Linked DNA regions of Sus scrofa: region 1 is linked to region 2. Evidence: chromatin contacts called from public Hi-C data. All regions are on one chromosome and are shown on one strand. The core of a region is the stretch at or near the end of the contact, and the rest is flanking DNA. Distances in the headings are between cores, read along the strand shown.

The links. A called contact is a pair of places that touch in the nucleus more often than the background predicts.
Region 1: a Hi-C map of omental adipose tissue shows a contact between it and region 2, with 1.6 times the contacts expected there. The contact joins the promoter of NEDD4L here to the enhancer-like site in region 2. A contact is called at or near these places in 1 of 5 promoter capture datasets (fetal skeletal muscle) and 5 of 47 Hi-C or Micro-C datasets (adipocytes, embryonic fibroblasts, fetal heart ventricle and 2 more).

Annotation. Positions count from the first base shown.
Region 1 is chr1:162,733,104-162,737,863 of Sscrofa11.1, forward strand. It overlaps NEDD4L (E3 ubiquitin-protein ligase NEDD4-like), which reads right to left and starts at 3,412. Exons shown (of 32, transcript XM_021073866.1): 1 at 3,023-3,412. The coding sequence starts at 3,070.
Region 2 is chr1:162,422,332-162,427,013 of Sscrofa11.1, forward strand. NEDD4L (E3 ubiquitin-protein ligase NEDD4-like) reads right to left here. Exons shown (of 32, transcript XM_021073866.1): 14 at 566-697; 15 at 1-65. Among named protein-coding and RNA genes, the nearest start is that of MIR122, 95 kb to the left of the region's middle. Within about 2 kb of position 2,785, at least 2 of the 83 cell types and tissues checked have an H3K27ac peak or open chromatin away from gene starts, as enhancers often do. A contact at or near this core is called in omental adipose tissue, where this site is marked.

The sequences.
Region 1 (4,760 bases), core at 2,162-4,661, 310 kb after region 2:
CCCTGAATCAGAAATTTTGTTAATTTGCTAATCCCTCTAACACCAAAAGTCCTTCATCTGACAGCAATTTCAAGTTTGATTACCTAAGTGGACCTAATTTGAATCCAGGTTAATATGAACTATAACTCACTAGAGGAACCCCAGCCAGAAAGGCACACACACACACACAAAATAATCAGCATATGCGCTCACACAGGCAAAGCCACATTCAATCCTTTCCTTTTTAGTTGACAAGCTGCACAGACATAGGAACAATGCCCTCTGTCTGGGCACCCTGTGATTTTCTGGGTTAATACACTATTTCATCACCAGCAGTACTCAGAGCTGAAGAGTTTTTCTCTAATAGCATACAACTTAGTGCACCCCAAACACACAAGGCCTTTCACCAACCTCCAATGAAAATACAAAGTTACTCTATGAAATTTACTAGGTAAGAATGCCTATTCTGCTAAGAGGCTTATAAGGTGACTCTTCTACACAGCAAGCAAAGTACCTTGGTGTGTAATGTTCGGCAGCACACCAAGTGTGTGAACTGCAGTGCACGCCTTGGAAAAATAACCATGCTGTTTGTTTCAGAGGGCATCTACTCTAAGAGCCTGTTAAAATCTTCCATTTGTTTTCCTACACAGACTAATTCAGAGGGAGACAAAACAAGTCGTGCAAATTCAACAGTTTCTTGTTAATATTCTACGAAGGCAATCCCTGGTCTTCCGAAGGGCAACCTGACAACACTAAAACTCCCATAAAAAGCAAATACCACAGAAATGTGAAGTCATCAAAACAGCCCTGCCTCCTTCCTCCCCCCACCCCACCCCCACCCCCGGTAGGAGAAGCTGAATAAGGAAGACAGATGTGACGTGTCTCTTGGAATATAACATGTGTGGAACTAAATAGTATCAGCAACATGGCCATCACTCAATCAATATAAAGTCTTCATTGCCTCTCGATATTCCCTTTCAGCCCCAGATAGCCCTCTAGCAACATGCAGGAGTGAACCCAGTCATACACAAACATACACTCACACACCCAGTTTCTGTTTACATTCCATCCTTCACTTTCACCCTAGACACTGGTTAAGATCTTCAGTATTAACTTATCTAGACAAAAGCAGTAGGAAGTGCTCTAGATTCTGACATTAGCTATAAATGCAGACAAAGCACAAACAACACCGAATGCATGCGATTCATTTCTTCAGTTGCATTTCCCAAAACGCTCATTTAAAAAGAATTTTTTTCCAGGGATTTCTAAGAATAATCATGCAATTTTTTTTAAAAAAGACCTATGATGAAAGGCAGCTGTCTGTATCCCTCACAATACTTCATGCCCTTTGTTTGGGCATGTTTGTATTCTCAGCACCTTTCTAAAAGCACTGCCTGCCCTCTACTGCTACCAATTAAATGGTGAAGTAGAGAATGAAAGAGAAAGCTCCTCAAAGAGGAGAGAAAACAGGAGGGGCAATCCCTCTGGGTAACAATGCTACTTTTCACCCATCCCCAGGTAACTGCACAAAAGGAGGGAAATATTTTACACTAGCACACCATGGCAAAATGATCGGAAGCACCAATCACATTATTTGCACTGCGATTACTCTGATAAAACTGACACCACAGCAAGCTTTACCCAGCATTGTTAAGAGAAGAAAAAAGCATACCCCCAACACCCTCCCCACCCTTAAATACCTATTCCATTATACACTTAAGGAGCACGCGCGCGCAAACACACACACACACACAGAGTACCAGGACAGGACGCTGGTGAAAGAGGAGCCATAACGTTGTCACGTCTCGGATAAGAGCTTCTGTATTAACCCCACCCCCATCACCAGAGAAAGAGGGACCTCAGGAAAAAAAAAAAGGGAGCGGAAGAAAGAGAAACCCAGAAATCCTTGAATTTCCAGGCATTAACTTTTCATGAAATGCACAACCAGGATAGGAAATACCTCCCCGCTGAGTAATGCTTCATGGGTTGTAAATTCACCTCTCGAAAGGGGAGCCAGACCTGAGCGCGCACCCCGCCAGATGGCAAACCCCTCCTACCTGCTCCAGCCAGCCAGCCCGTCACGCCGCGCCAGCGACAGCCTCCCACCCCCCTTTTTGGCAGAGCAACACACCAATAAGAGCCGAGTATAGCTGGTCGGGAGAGGGCTAAGCAGTGATTTAGCAGGATCGTCTCAAAAGGGGGGAGTGGGAAACCCGCGAGGAGAGAGTGAGGGTAAAAACAAAGCCCTTTCCAGTCAAATCTACAGCCTTGAGGGCGTGGCTTACTTAATTCGCTTCATCAATAAAAAGGATCAATTGAGCTTTCGTCTCTCCACCCACCCCGGAGGTGCTGGATCCTCGGAAAGAAAAAAATGGCTGGGTTGCAAGCTTCCTCCCAAGTTTCCAGCAGCACCTGCCACCATCCTAGACCTCCTCCCTCCACCAAAAAGACCCCGAAATCCACACTCTTGGCTTCAGACTCTTCGAGGGTCGGGCTTGCATAGGTCTGAGCTTTTTACTCGCTCCCACCCAAACAAGCACACACGCATCAGAACGCCTGCCAACACCATCATCAGAAAGAAAGTTCCAGGGGGAGACAATCTAGCTTCCGCTGCGGCCCTGGGCTCCCCCGCGCGGCGCGGGTCTCCAGCCGCGACCCAGACGTGACACACGTCATGGACTCCCGGGCTGCCGGGGCGAAAGGCGGAAAGTTGCCCCATAGCCCCGGGAGACGCAGTTTGGAGGAAAGGGACCCGCGGGCGGACAGGCACCCGCACCCTGCTCCCACCCCAAGACCGGGAGCGCCAAGTGAATACCGGTTCGCCCGGCTTCGCGCCGCTTTATTTACAAACAATGCGCTGGGCTTGGCGAAGGGGGCGGCGAGCACACGTCTGGGAACCCCCCTACTCCCGGGCGCTCCCGCCTTTGGGGTTCCCGTGCGGGCGCGGAGAACGCGCACCCCGGGTGTAATCCCAGTCCCCACCCCCTGCCGCCGCCGGGCAGGAACTCCCCGGGGAGTCCCGTCGGGAGAAGGAGCCGCTCACCTCTTCTTCCGAAAGTCCGTAGACCGGTTCCCCTAGCCCGGTCGCCATGGAGCCGGCGCCCCGCGCGGGCTCAGAGGCGCTCCCGGGCAGCTGGGCTGCGGCGTGGACCGCCGGGTCCTCCCTTCTCCTCCGGGGCCGCTGGCCCTGCACCCGGCCCTGCGCGCGTCCCGCCTGGCGCCGGCAGGTGAGGGAGCCCGAGCGCGCGCGCCCCGACCGCGGCTTGCGCCGCTTCCTCCCGGAAGGCTGCGGAGCCTTACGGGCCAGCAGTCCCGAGAGCCGGCTGTGCAGCCAGTGGCGGCGCGGAGCCGGCCGCGCTTTCCCTTCCTCCCCGCTCGCCTGCAGCTCTCCGCCGGGTTCCGAGCCTGCTCTCAGATCTCTGGAACCCTGCACGCCCGCCCCCTCGCTCGCTCCCTCCCGGCCCCCGCTCTCTCCGCCCCCTCCCCCGCCTCCTCCCGCCCGGCGCCCAGAGGGGACCCTCCCCGCCTCGCTGGGGCGGGCACACGCGCCCCCCAAGCCAATCACAGGCCGGGCTGGGGGGCGGGCTGCGGGCGGTGGGTGGTGGAGTTCGGCCTCCACGCCCATCCCACCCGGGGCTCCCCGGCGGCTTGCTGGCTGCTGGCTGGGGCACGCGGGGCCGCGGGGCGGGTTCCCTGGGGAGTGCCCGGGCGGGCTGGGCCCTCAGAGCTGACCCATCCTCCCCTCCCGCTTTCTCTCCGCTTTGGGGAGCGGGCAGGCTGGGAGTTTGGGGGCGCTGAAGGCATTTTCCACGAGAAAGTCCATTTCTGTTTTTCGAGGTCCTTTCACCAAGAGCCCTGAGCTCGTCGTAATTGTTAAACGGAGGGAAGATGGATGTTTCTAGACCCCTTTAAATTCTTGGCCACCCCAGCGAGCCCAACTTAGCTGCTTCGTCGGCGCCCCAGGTCGATTCGCCGGGGCCCGGCCGCCAGCCGGGAAGAGGCTGCCCCGGTGTGGCCGCGAGTCGCCACTGCCTGTGTCAACCTTACAGGGAACAAAACCAACACAGCGCCCGCTCTGAGTACACACCCACCCACTCGAAAACAGACTGCATGGTTCTTTGAATAAAAGGCAGCTCTTTTGTGAGCCGCGACGTGAAATATCAAATTCAAGTTTAAGGTTATCCTCTGCAAATGCAGACGATTAAGACATCCTATTAGCCACCGTGGGATTCTTCCCACACTCCAGCTACTGTTTCTCCAGCAAGCAGTTCATTCCATCCTTCAGATTTATAGGAACCCCAGAGACTAGATAAGTGAGAGAAATTCGTCCCTCGACTTTTTCAGGAAGGCTTTCTTTATATTTAGCTGTTGAGTACAGTTGTGGGTTCAAAAAGAAAACAGAAGCAGAACATGTCATTTGCCTTTGAAAAGAAAACATCAAAGTGCCCTCTTTGGTATTCACAGGGTGCCTTTAGGATTTTCATTCAAGTCAGTTGTTTCAGAAAGGAGAATTCACGTGATCCAAAAGAATTTCTATGCCTGACCACAGCTACTTTTCTAAGTATCTGTTTGGTGCCCAGCTAAAACATTTTCAAAAGAAAGGAAACACCCAGCCTAATGTAAACTCTCCTTTGCCTCCCTAGACATTCCAGTGGCTTAAGCATGTGCTGTTCTCTGGATTTTCTTTCAAGACAAAGCCTCTCTCCTCAGAAGCTTTCCCTACCTATCATCGTCAGCCATTAAATCAACAGTTCTTAGATGCCACAAAAGCCCAGTTTAGG
Region 2 (4,682 bases), core at 1,535-4,034:
ATCTGAGGTTCGATTAGATGGTTGTTACTGTTTGTGGCGGATCCGGATGCACCATCTTCTGCGAGCTACGTTGGAGGCAAACACAAGTTAGCTTCGTGCGAGGAGCTCCCTGCGTGTGACGGGGAGCGTGGACCCAAACACCACCACCACCAGCAGTAATAAGAGGTCTGGCCTATTTAAAGCGTAGAGGAAATGACAACACATAATAGTGGGGGGAAGGATGGGGAAACACACCCCAAGGAAATAAAAATGAATCACCAGCCGGCATACAAACCAGCCTCCGGAAGAAAAAAGGGGGTTGGGAAGGGCGCTAGCCATCGTAACAGGCTCTTACTTTGAAAACATTTTTCCAGTCACATTCTGAAAATGGACCATTTAGGGAGAGACTGATTTGGGGACCCCATTCTTCTGCAGGCCAATGTTATGTTTAGAGGAATGCATCTGCTTTGTGAGAAACACGTTCTCAAACACGGGTTCTTCAGAACAATACATACACATCAGGAACATGGAGTTCACATACATTTCAGCTTCTTACTGCCTGTAAGTTGCGTAGTGATCTGCATACCTGCATGATAGGTCGAGTCCAGGTTGTGGTTCGATTGTTATGATTGACATAGTATGTGCGTCCCTTTGCATCTTTTCTTTCTTCCCAGCCTGAAGGTAGGCCCGGCGTGGTATGTACATAGGCCACTGATGGCTGTTCGTGTAAGAAATCATTATTATTCAATATCTTGCATTTCTTTTCTGATCAGTTTAATAAAGTAATGTATACCCGGAGAATCATTTGTGCTAGACAAAGTTAATTCTATTGGTATCAAAAACATGACTGTTTGGAAAACACATTTGCAGCAGATTTAAATCTCCTATGAAATGAACCCCCACACAAGCTATAGGGTTAAAAATCTCACAGAATTCAGTGCTCGGCCACACAGCCTTCCTCATAAAGAGCTGTTGCCGACATGATCATAAGGAAAGAGGATAATATGACAATTCGTTTTAGCTACTAAATTTTACTGCCAAACCACGTAGAGCTTGAAAGGTATTTCAAATTGTCAAATGTCTCTGTCTCTGAGAGGGAGGATGCTCTGAGTAGTGTTTCCTCAACTGAGCTGCCACAGATGTGTTCTCCTAGCTTACTCCTCAATTCCACATCAGCTCAGGGCCCTGACACTTCCAGCTTCCAGGTGGAAAAAAAAAATAAAGGGTCTCTTCTCTATGAGGCCTGTTTTCACACCCAGGACCAACCAGGACATCTCAATCAGCCAAGCCCAGGAAGTCACCAGGCCATCTGAGGCCAGAATTCCAAAGGAGCCTGATAACTGAGGCTGTCTTTACCCCTGTCTTCCCATATGGAGTTTCTCTCCTTAAAAGGTGAATGGAGCACAGGTAGCTTCTAGGTTTAGAGACATGTCAAGTGCAGAATGACTACATTGGGATAGTCCAAATTAGATCGCCAGAGCATTCCTGTGACACTTTGACTTGTAAGCAGCAGTCTGAGAAATGCAAGCAGGGTGGAGAAATACTGGAGTAGCAAGACGTATCAATGATTCATGGAAGCAATGAAATGGTGGTTCAACTGCTGGTCAGCGATGCCCAGAAAGTCCTAGATGTATGGATGCTGCAAATAAGCTGTCTGGGAAAGGTGTGCTACTCTAAGGGGTGGGGCTCAGAATCAGGACTAGAAGGCTCCTGGAGAATGCAAAAGAAACAAGAGGCCACACTTCAGGAATAATCTCTTATGAGAGGTTACAAAAGGAAACCACTTCTTTCTGGGTACCATCTTCTCTAATTAGGCTCTTCTGAACCTCTGTATGTTTTACTAGGTGTAGTTTTCTTGACTAGGCTGAAGCTGTTAATCTCTTAGCCCCATCTCTCCTTGTGCTCATCCTATCTTTGGTGTTCACCACCAACAATGTGCCTTGGCAAAGAGGGTCCCCAGTCCACTGCAAGACCTTGAACTGAAAAAGCAAGATCAGGAATGCTGCCACATAATTTGGGGACTTCAGGCAATGAAGCTTAATCCCCTGCTTTGTGAGTTCAACAGCACATTCCAGAAAAAACATGAGGGTCATGAAACAGCTGTCTTAATGGTTATTTCTAAAATACATACCCAGCAGGGAAAGGGTAATTGCAAGACAACTTTCTGCTAAAACTGTGGCAACTAATTCCTTGACATTATTCCAGATAAAGTCCCCAAGGCCCCATAATGGTAATTCCAAGACTCTGACTGGGTAGCGTCCTGGATCTGGGTGTGGGGATACAGCAAGAGCAGAGGAAACAGCAACATGCAGACTTGAGCCTTCTGTGAATATTAAAGACCAAGGAATGTCTATAGCTGGAAGCTCTTTCTGCCCTCCTTCTCGAGCTGTGGCATAAAAAAAAAAAAAAAGGCTACATCTGGACTCTTTTTATCTGGGCACTACAGAGATGGACTCTGTTGATCTAAGTTAGATGCCAAGGTGTAACCTAAGTTAGCGGTCAATTAGTATTTCTGCCAAAGTACATGCCATCAAGCCTTGACCTACTGTTGTTTACATGATGGCCAAAAATGTCTTGGCTAAATGGAATACTAAATGGAATTTGCTGCTTTTCCTCCTCCCCACTGAGTTATTTTTTGGGGAGAGGCAATTAGATATGCCTTCAGAAAACTCTGTTTTGGAAACCTTAGGGAGAGTTTTAACATTATAGTATCCCTGGAAAGGATATTTATAAGGAGGCTAATAAACTAAAATAACTGGGATGTGTCATGGATAACCTCAGAACTGAGCTCCAGAGCTGGATGACTCCCAGCACAGTATTCAGGCAACCAGGTGACTTTTAGAGATGCACAGTCAATAGGAGTAATCAGTTTATGGAAAACCAGGAGTGTCGCAGAGAACACCGAATTGGATTAAAATGTTCATTTTACCTTCTATTGAGAATTGAACTGGCAACCTATAATCGAGTTCCATTTATGCAAGATGGTGTGATTACAATGCTTCTTTGTAGGTTTCCTTCCAAATGACTGTGGAGAACAACCTGTGCTGATGATTCCACTTGTGCCTCAAAACACACCGCCTCTCCCTCCCTGGGCTGGGGAGGAGGCGGGCCTCAGCTCCCATGGACAGACCACAGCAGCGGCCCAGCCCGCGAGCCAACATCAGACCTCTCTCCTGTGGTGTGTGTGTGTGCACGTGTTCTGGCACATGGGCATTGCACATCCCCTCAGGAGACAAGTTAATTAATCAGGAGACAAGTTAAAAACTGCTAGTCAGCTTAAACGCTTCACAGCTTTTCACCTGAATCTACCACTGTGTTTCACCATGCTAAGCAGCCATGTAACTGCAGCTTTAGGTGGCCCCACTGATTTCATTAAAATGAAGAACTCAACTACGCTAAAGCTGTCAGTTTCAAAATGCTTTGAAAGACGATACACAGATGGGCACAATCACAGATTCTGCAAGATTCGCTCAAACCCTGCCACACTGTTCACTCGGTATATTGTTAGGGTATATACAGCGGAACTCCAAACTGTGCTACCCCTCTCCTTTTCTCCCTCAGAGAGGGCACTTGCTTAGCCAGCTGGAAGTGACAGCAGTGGGTACTGTCAGAATTCAAAGGGTGTGGCTCCACAGGTGAAAATCAGGGCTTGTTCATTACATTATAGAGATAAAAGCACGACCGTGGAGAGGGCCACACCAGGATGGTTAAAGCAACATGGTGAGCAGAACCAAAGGGCTGGGGGCTGAAGGCTCATCCATGTGGGGAAATTATATGAACGGTGGTGCATTCACAGCACTGAATATTATGTCATAGTTAATATGTCCCAAAGAAATGATCACAGTGAATCCTATCAAGTTGATAAGTAATATGTACATGGGATCCCATTTCTCTGTGTGTGTGTGGGATGGGGCATCCACATGCATGTTTGCAAGAGCACAAAGGAAGCAGTGCGATGGCAAGTCCCAAAGCAGCTCCAGGGTGACACAGGACATGTCAGTGTTGGTGGTGACAGGGAGAAGGTGTAAAAGAGGAGAAACAACGTGGTAGGAGACGGAATTGGAAAAGCGGAAGTAAAGGCTATTTGTGACATGGGATGGCAAGGGTGCAAAAGAAACAGATGTGATGATTTCTAATGGAGCCATAAAATAAGTTGCCTTATTCTGAGTATGTAGAAAACAGGAGAGTAAATAAAACGTTTAAGAAACTAGGACTACCCAGTCTTTGAAAGTAGAAAACAAAACCAAACTCCTATATTTGATTCATTGCTGGGGGGTAGGGGTAGGGGGAGCACAGGTACAAAGAAAAGGCTGGTGGTAGGGCCACAGGGAGCTCCTTCAGACAGATCCCTTTGTCCTACCAGGTCACTCTGACCATGGAGCTCAGGATGATCACAATTCAGTTTATCCTGTCATTTAATGTCATCAGCTATCACAACACTCCAACACTAAGAGCAGTCTCCAAAGCCAATAAAATTCAAAAATGGATGCAAGTAGATGCTTATCAGCTCTGCATTCTATTAAAATTATTTCATGATGTGATCATGGCCACTTTGCAGTGTATCACATGGAAACTGCTAGTGCACAGTAGGAAATATGCTAGTTCCTTTGAAGTTTTTTGGCTTCTACTGAGGGCTGAGCCTGACCCACATAACATGTGCCTTTCATATCAGTCACTGAAGCTCAAAACCTTTAAGCTGGGCT